Regions from separate parts of the Triticum aestivum genome. Here region 2 is linked to region 1. The links are chromatin contacts, called in public Hi-C maps. All regions are on one chromosome and are shown on one strand. Each heading gives the region's core, a stretch centred on a gene start, on an enhancer-like site or on the middle of the called end of the contact. The rest is flanking DNA. Distances are from core to core; before and after follow the strand shown.

The links. Hi-C and Micro-C count contacts between places; a contact is called where the count stands out from the background.
Region 2: a contact with region 1 is called in a Hi-C map of leaf, with 10 times the contacts expected there. The contact joins the promoter of LOC123165657 here to the promoter of LOC123169985 in region 1. A contact is called at or near these places in 3 of 5 Hi-C or Micro-C datasets (all in leaf).

Annotation. Positions count from the first base shown.
Region 1 is chr7D:234,466,215-234,470,933 of IWGSC CS RefSeq v2.1, reverse strand. LOC123169985 (pentatricopeptide repeat-containing protein At5g18390, mitochondrial) reads right to left here and starts at 3,115. Exons shown (of 2, transcript XM_044587834.1): 1 at 1,645-3,115; 2 at 1-235. The coding sequence starts at 3,072. The coding sequence ends at 1,693. LOC123169987 (60S ribosomal protein L32-1) reads left to right here and starts at 3,158. Exons shown (of 4, transcript XM_044587836.1): 1 at 3,158-3,349; 2 at 3,449-3,545. The coding sequence starts at 3,456.
Region 2 is chr7D:234,782,491-234,786,770 of IWGSC CS RefSeq v2.1, reverse strand. LOC123165657 (70 kDa peptidyl-prolyl isomerase-like) reads right to left here and starts at 2,724. Exons shown (of 13, transcript XM_044583349.1): 1 at 2,405-2,724; 2 at 1,132-1,218; 3 at 337-597; 4 at 182-256; 5 at 1-77. The coding sequence starts at 2,597.

The DNA of each region.
Region 1 (4,719 bases), core at 1,866-4,365:
GCAGTAGTATGTTCAGGAGATACAATAGCCTGTAATCAGCTTGTGAACGTCGAGCCACCGCATGCCCGGCTATTCTGGCCACATGATGTAACAACATAGGTTCATTCAGCTTTGATCTCGTTGGGTGCACCCGGATGGTTCCTTGTAGAAGGTATTAGGACACTGTAAGGCTAGTCCAATTCTGCATGCCAATCGAGTATCTGATGCTCACGAAGGGCAAAGTAAAGTTGAAACACTGCGCAAAAAAAAAAGGAAGGAAAAGACATAAAGCAACAACCAGCAGCTATGCAGAAACAGAAGAACCTTCATCATAGTCATTACAAAGGACGAGTAACAATCATTTCATGCAGTATGCTGATTCACTGGGGCCATTCTCACATGTTCATCCTTAAAGAAGAGTGTCGGTGCTGTGGTGCAGGACATGTATGAATCAATTGCAATTACTACCAAACTATCTTAAAACTGATGCACGGTTGTGCATGGCCAACGAAACACTTCGACCATAAACTGATTTGAACACTTCAAACAGCTAACCATTTTCAGTATCACTTTGTCTTCGCAAATGTGCATTCTACAAAAAGGCGGAGCACTGTCAATCTCAAAAATTTGAAATCTCCCCTCATTAAGACTCATACTTATTCCAGACAGTGTTGTTCTTCTGTCCAGAAGACAACACAGGTACCTCAACCTTTCAATGGTAAGTGATTTTGCCTTGAGGTTAGCAAACACTATCTGTAGTCAGCCCTATCTCTACAACACAATTTCAAATCGTACAAGGTAGCATGGCTCCAATCTTTATTCTACATGAATTCTCATGGATCACAGAGTTGGTTCTAAATTCAACAGTGAAAGCACCTGGTCCACCTAGTCAAACACTGATGGGGCAGTGGATATTTCAATAATCTAATCTATGCAACCACAAAACTTAAATTCCTCTCAACTTACTGCATATTCCACCACTACTCTTCTTGTTAACCTTCACTATACTCGTCTATACAAATTTGACCACATTAGTTGAGGCTATCCAATGATCTTATTCACTGATCTTTCCTACCCAAAACAAATAAATCACTTGACCAGCATATCCAACAGTCCAACAGCATAACATTGTTTTATGTCACAGAATACAATCAGAAGACAGGAATCCTACCTGAAAATTCAGAACCTTTACCATGCAATTCACAGCACCCCACTAGACGGCATCTAATTCCTGGTTCATTCAGTTTCCTTCTAGTGACATCTCAACAATACACTTTTAGATCATACAAGGTAGCATGGGTCCAATCTTTATACTGAACTATCATGGAGCGCAGAGTTGGTTCTAAATTGAACAGTGAAAACACCTGGTCAAACACCAATGGATCATGGATATTTCAATAATCTTATCCATGCAACCACAAAACTTACCTTCCTCTGAACTTAGTGCCTACTCCACCACTACTTTTCTTGTGAACCAACACTGCACAATTTTGAGCACATTAGTTGAGGCTATCTGATGGCCTTATTCATTGATTCTTCCTACCGAAAACAAGTAAATCACTTGCCAAGCATATCAGTCACAGTCCAACAGCATAGCACTGGCGGCCTATGTCATGAAATACAATTAGAAGATAGGAGCCCTGCCTGGAAATTCAGAAACATTACCAAGCAATTCGCAGCGCCCCACCAGAATGCATCTACTTCCGGATCCATTCAGTTTCCTTTTAGTGACATCTCAAGCTGCTCCATCCTCCGGGCTAGGTCATGTTTCCCAAGATGCCGCAGCCCATCAACTACAACGTTAAAGGTTGGCGCCCGTGGCGCGAACCCAGCCTCATTCATCTCAAGAAGGTAGTTTGCAGCATCCAAGAACCGACCACCCCTCACACACATTTTGACAAGCATCACATACACAGGCCGATTAGGTGGGTGCCCCTTGGACTTCATATCACCAAAAAAGGCGAAAGCATCAGCGAAACGACCTGCCTTGCAGAGCGCCTTGACGATCGCCGCATATAGACTTGGGAAGGGCCGGTGGCCATCCTCAATAGCTGCATAGAACAATCTGAATGCCTCCTCAATTCGGCCAGCCTTGGCCACCGCCGGTAGCATCACTTTGTAAGTTGAGATATCTGGGCACATGCCACGACTGGAAGCATCGGCAAGAAGACCCACGGCGAATTCCACATCACCTGCATCGCAAAGCGCCTGGGCGAGCGAGTTGAATGTGGCCACGTCGGGGAGGACGCCCTCCTTGGTGATGCGGAGGGCGAATGCCTTGGCTTCCTCCAGGCGCCCAGCTCGGACGAGCCCGTCGACGAGGAGGTCCCGACCGCGCACCGGCGGCCGGAACCCGCGGGACGACATGTCGTCGAGGAACGCCTGCGCCTCCCGGAGCTTCCCCGACGCGCACCAGGCGTCGACGAGCGTGCTGAACGTGGCGCGGTCGGGGGCCACGCCCTTGCGCGCCATGCGGCGTAGCAGCTTGTAGGCGCCGGCGAAGTTGCCGTTGGCGCAGAGCGCGTCCAGAAGGGCGTTGTAGACCTCGGTGGTCTGCGGGCACCCGAAGTGGGGAAGGCGATTGAAGACCTCGACGGCCTGCTCGGCGAGGCGGGAGTGGCCGTAGGACGAGATAACCGCCGAGAAGGTTGCCGGAGAGAGGGGGAGGCCGAGCGCGCGCATGTCGGAGGCCTGGGTCCAGAGGTGGGTGAAGAGGCGCGCGCGGGCGAGCGGGAGGAGCAGCGCGTCGAAGTGATCGGCGGAGGGGGAGAAATTGGGCTTCGCCCGGAGCCACGCTAGGAAGCGGGCGGCGTGGAGGGGCTCGGAGGGGGCAGCGGCGCGGATGACGCGGAGCGCGAGGTCCGGCGGGAAGGGGGACGGCAGGCGGAGGCGGTTCAGGGTGCGCTCCAGGTAGAAGTCGCGCCGTACGATGGTGGAGAGGTGGTTGACCGCCGCGAAGTAGGCGTCCTTGGAGGTGGGGTGCTGCGGAAGCTCCTCGGCGCCGGCCGCGTAGTCGGGGAGCGTCGCGAGTCGGCGGAGGCCGAGCCGGTCGCCGAGGCGGCGGAGAACGGCGGCGGAGACGGAGGACGACATTTCTCGCCTCCCCTCGGCGCCGCGGCCACACCGAGATTCGGGAGCTAACGGTGGAGCTGGGCTTAGAAACGGAGGCCCATTCTGCAACTGGGCAAGTTATTGCAATGTACCGGGCTTAACTTTCTATTTTTCGGGCTAGACCGCACTGGCCCATTCGAGCCCATGTAACTAGGGTTTGTGGAGGGTATAAAGACTGCGTCGCCTTGCAATTCCAGCCCCGCCGCCGCTCTTCTTGCACCTCTCTCTGTGTTAGGGTTAGGGTCGTTCGCTCCCTAAGGTAGCAAGCAAGCTCGCAGACGAGCTCGCACCTCGTTTTCCCGGGTGATTTTATCCTCGTCGTCTGATTCAAACTCCTTCTGCTGGTTTTGCCCGACAGATCAGAGATGGCGGTGCCGCTTCTGACCAGGAAGATCGTGAAGAAGAGGGTCAAGCACTTCAAGAGGGCCCATAGCGACCGCTACATTGGCCTCAAGGTATCGACCGCTTCTGCCAGACTTCTATGCAGTGGATGTTGCAAGTGCCTCATGTCTTGATTGCTTCGTGCAGTTGATTTGACCCGGTTCTAGATCCCGATTGTTACGCATGTTGTAGTTTCAACTTTCAAAGTTCACCGTGGTTCATGGCCTGCTGTAGTATCTGGAGGTCTGTGGCGTTTTTTAGTATTATTAACTTGTGATTCGTAGTCGCTGTATGCCAAATTTACCACTTCGGCTTAGGCTATGTTACTGTGAAATGGTTTGTGTTGGAGTCGTTGATTCAGCACGAAGCGTATGTTGCTGTAGAAATTTGTTGTGTTTTCTGAAGGTGGAAACCATTTAGGATGTGAACAAGCACAAAGTAGATAACTGAACGATGCATGTTTAAATTGAAATTGTTTGTTGTGCTTGTACATCAAATTATCAATGAACATTAGGTTAAAAGATTATAGCAGACACTTAGCTGGGCATTTGTGTTTTCGTTTTACCTTGTTGTTTTATTGATGACTCCTTGAAGAAAGGAAGTGATGGCTTAGTAAAAGGTCTGAGTAAGAAAACATCTTCTTGAGCGAATATTTGGTTGAATGAAGAGGGCCCTAGCCCTTGCATTAGTATAGTACTGTGGCTGTCGCAACCTCTTCTACAGCAATTTATTCATGTCTTCATGAAGTGGGATGAATTAAAAAAAGGCGTGGGCTTCATTCTAAGTATGAATGCTTTGCTTAGACTTCTCCCAACACTTGTTTCCAAATGTGCGCTCAAGAAGTCATGTTTTCTGCATGATTAGTACCTTCTGTCTGATCCTTTCAGCTTAACTACTTCTACACTGTTATGTGACCTTGAGCTGAGCAGCATTTTCTTGGCTTGTTATTCTTCTATTTTGTGTTCTATGATCTTTTTTTGGTGCAAGTATACCCCCATACAACCAAAGCCAGCAAGTGATTTGTTGCTTTGCTCGATTATAATTATTTGTGTGTTGTCCGATGGTACAAGTATGGCTAGGAAACTTATTGTGTAGGATGGTAGCTGCTTGTAGTTTACCATTGTTTCTGAATGTCATAAAATTATTATTGTCCATTTTAGAGTCCACAAGGCGCAGGTGATCCTAGGTTGTTTGGTATTTTGTATGTGTTGAATCTTGTCTTTTCATCTCTTCTGGACCTGTCCTCTT
Region 2 (4,280 bases), core at 1,475-3,974, 320 kb before region 1:
TGGCTTGACCGTGAGGAGCACCTTCTCTCCTTTTTTCATGGTTTTAACAGCTTTGGCCAGTGCAGGGCAGAGGTGTCCTGAAACCAGATTCCAATTTGTTAGCAAGCAGTGCATTGAGCGCAACACTCTCAACAGGTTGCGCATGTGTAGAGAAGAGCGGAAGAGAGAGAGAGAGCATCACCATCTTTAACAGTAAATTCAACCCCCTCAGACTTGGACACAACAGTACCATCCTCGAGCCGAGCCTCATATTTCACTATACAATACAAGAAAGGTCAGTTACACAAATAAGGGGAATACATGCGATAGGAAGCTGTTTCAGTTAGCAAAGATTACCAAATACTTCATCAGGATCCTTTGGGTTCTCCCATTTATCTCCCTCCTTCAATATCTTCTTGAATATGCCACCATCTTTGCAAATGTCCCTGACACTGGTCCAAGAAAGCAGCTCAACATCGAACTGCAGCGTGGCATTGGCCGGAATAGTTGGAGGTGAACCAGATTCACCATAAGCCAATTCAGGAGGAATGGTGAAAAGAGCATTTTCCCCTTTCTTCATGGTCTTGATGCCTTGATCCCATCCCTTTATTACTTGACCTGGACATAAGTTGGCAACAAATTAGCAACTGAGTAACAAACATACACTAGAATGTGCAATCCCAAGTTCCCAACATCATGGAGCATATAGAAACAAACTTGCGGCAATTAACTTGTTATAATAAATGATGAGCATGACTAAACAAAGAACAAGATTACTCCCCATTGGCACTAAAATTTGCTGAACTAGCATTCAGTCGGTCATCAGCAACTTTTGTCAAGCAACTACAGTCCAGTATTTGTTCATGAATGGTGATGGCCTTGTGCACATTACTAAAGCTCAAATGCTCACGGGGAGTTGTTTAGCACACAAGCACACTAAAGGCCCCAAACAAACTTGCCTGTCAAATGAAGGATCGTTTAATAATTACCCAGTTTAATCAACTACAAGAAACCCCATAATTCTGTGTACCGCACCAGCCAAAGGTAAACATGTGCAGCACACTGTTCACAATCAAATCGTTTACAAGACCTTTCATCCAAAAACGAGAATACATGTATGTATAATAAAAATAAAGGGAGGAAGAAATGAACCTTGTCCCAGCTTGAACTTGAATGTGTCATCACGGTCACGGCTGGAGTCAAATTTTTTACCATCAAGGAGGGTGCCAGTGTAATGGACTGAAATATCAACACAATTGTACATCAGCCAAATATTACTTATCCAGATCCTCAGCCAACAGGATGAAGCAGTTTATACACTCCTATAAATACATAAATATAAATATACATTCAGATAAAACTCAGTTGGTGTTGATGGCGTTTCTGTCATCGGTCCTTTTTTACCATCCGATCTGCATCCAATGCATGTGAGGTAACTTCTGGTAATTTTGAAAAAGATCCCTGCCATTCTGCTACACATTTGCAGAAAACCCCTCAGTATCTCCAGATCAGCCCCATCCCTCCCCCACCTCGTCCAAAGAAGTAAGAGGAATAGATTTTGGTGAAACCTAACATACTTTTAGTGATATATACCAAAAATAGTATGTTTCTTTTTTCCAAGTTTGTGAACGTGTACCAGTCTATTTTGGATCCATCATAACGCACTGGCAATTTGCTAGTATACATAATCTGTTCAGGCGTGGAACAATAAGTAACACAGCAGCAACAGCAAAAATAATAAATTCCCCTAATGAGCACCTCCGTTAAAAAAAACTCTCGTCATCTCATTATTCAAGCGCTATCCGCCAACAAAAAAGTTAGTCATAAGTACACTTTCCACAGCAGGTCATAACCATGTGGTAGAGCTAGCAACAACGAACGATGCTTGAACACCTCAAGGATCGAACTAGCATAATGTCACATAAATGATTGGAACTTCAGACAATGTCACAGAAACGATTCAAACTTCACAGATGACAGCATGAGCGAAGCGGTCTGCAATTTACTACTGTACTTAGTTTCACCACTAACTACGCATCCCACAGTAAAACATCTTAGTAATTTCAAAAGTTCACAGACCATGTCACAAAAATGATTCGAACTTCACAGATGACAGCATGAGAGACGTCGTATGCAATTTTCTCCTAGTTTCACCACTAACTCCGCGTCCCACCAAAAGGCACCTCACTGATTCCAGAGGAGCGAACTGGCCTTTCACGCATCACAGCATCGATTCAAAATTGACACACTATACAGCGTGAGACAAGTTGTCTACTCGTACAAGTTTTTCTCCTAATTTGTCCACTAGCTCCGCACCACTCAACACTCCATCTTAATCCTAAAGCGGGACAAGGATTGGATCGAACTGCGACATGGCAACATCTGCGATTTGAGAGGAAAACTGTAGCAGTAGTAGTGCGGATACCTTCGACCTCGTCGCCGACCTCGGGGGTGTCCCACCCTTCGCCCTCCTTGAGCAGCTTCTTCTTAAGCCCCTGCTTCCCGATCTCCTTCTCCTCGCCCACCTTCATCCCCGGCCCTTCGGCGCCGCCGAAGTCACCCATCCCGTCCCCCATCATCAGGTCGTCGCCCGCGGGGATGTCGAAGTCGTCGTCCATGGCGTGGGATGGGTGGGATCTGAGGTTTGTGTCTTGGGGGAGGCGGAAGGGAGCTCGCTAGGGTTTGGACTTCGGAAGGTTCGAGAGCGAGAGAAAGAGAGAGCACGAGGGGGTGATGATGAGGGTCAGGGTTTAAAGAAGAGAACCAAATTGGGCTTCTAGAGTGTTCCGGGGGAAATTAGAAATGGAAAGTGAACGGCAGCGGCTGCTTCCAGATTTGGTGGGTAGCATCGTAAATTCGGAATCCTCCCTTTTGAGTGTGATCACGTAGTTACGTTTCATCAAATTCAAATCCCCACGCAAAGGCCATGCGTTTAAAGCTTGTCTTTCGCAGCCTCTCCATATTGTAGGATTTTCTATGAAGTTTGGAGAAATTTTAATTCAAAGGACCTTTTAGAAAGACCTTTGGGTTATAAGATTTATCAGATTCATAAATACTTTATATGCCCTCTTTCCATAATATGAGCTCAAATATCTTTTTTTTAACATAACAAGTTTTTTATTTCATTAGCAACACTTTACATAGAGGAGTGTGAATGTGCTCACACTTGACATGGAAATAACATCCTACCAAGGTAAAGACCTGTGTCTGAAGAAAGACACCTAACAGTGAGAGGCATATTCTGAATTTTGAGAGCTAGTTTTGCCTGATGGTGAGGCCTAATATTATAGTGCCTATTGACATGATTGGTCCTGCTGGAATGGAAAGCTGGGGACGACCGAATGGCCGCAAGGGTGGGCCTAATGCTCCAATGGCCTGCATCCTTGAAGATGGGTGTCGCCTTTGTCGCTGATGCCGAGACAAAACTATCCGTGTAGAAATATGGTTCTTGTAAATGAAGTGCTTCAGCTAGCATGGTAGCAGGATGCAATCCAAATGCTTCAGCCTGGAGGGGAGTCGATGCTGGTGGAGACAAAGCAGAGACATGCAGTTGTTGGCAATGTTGATTGCCTCCAGTTTGGGTGATGACGCCAATGCCCACTGGAGATGATTGGACATTTCCTTCATTTTTTCAAGCAGCATCATAAAAGATGGCATTACCCGCAAGCAGAAAAATATCCCGTTGTGGCACTACCTGTTGGTCTACCGAGCGAGTGGAGCGATGTTCGTGAGGAGTCAAAAACATATCTTCAAGCTTTGAGTCCTGCATGATTGCATTAGCTACAGAGAACACATGTGATGGTTTGCACAATTTTCTACCAAATAAAGCATCATTTCTTGCCTTCCAAATAGACCACAAAAAAGTGTATAAACTAGTGACTTTGATATGGGGATGAGCCGAAGTGAGCAAAGGCTAAATTATTTGAGGAGTTGAATGATGATTTGCTGCAATGACCTCTGTTCTAATGAACCAAGGAGAGGAGAACCATGCAGCTTTAGAGAAATGGCATAGAAAAAACATGTGCATTTCATCTTCTAAAGTAGCACATCTAACACATTCTTCTACAATATGTTAGGAGAACTTACTTGCCCTTTTACCAGTGGGAAGAGCTCGGTGAAGAAGCCTCCAAGCAAAAGTTTGAACTCTTGGCACCATTTGTTTTCCTTGCCATACCTGACTAAGAAGAGCAACAATCTTCCGGGGAACTATTTTTGGTCCCTGGTTAGCCGGTAGAGCAAGATTATTGAAACAATGTTTGCAAGCACTTTTTGAAGAGCAAGCACGTGCAGGTGCTAGTTTC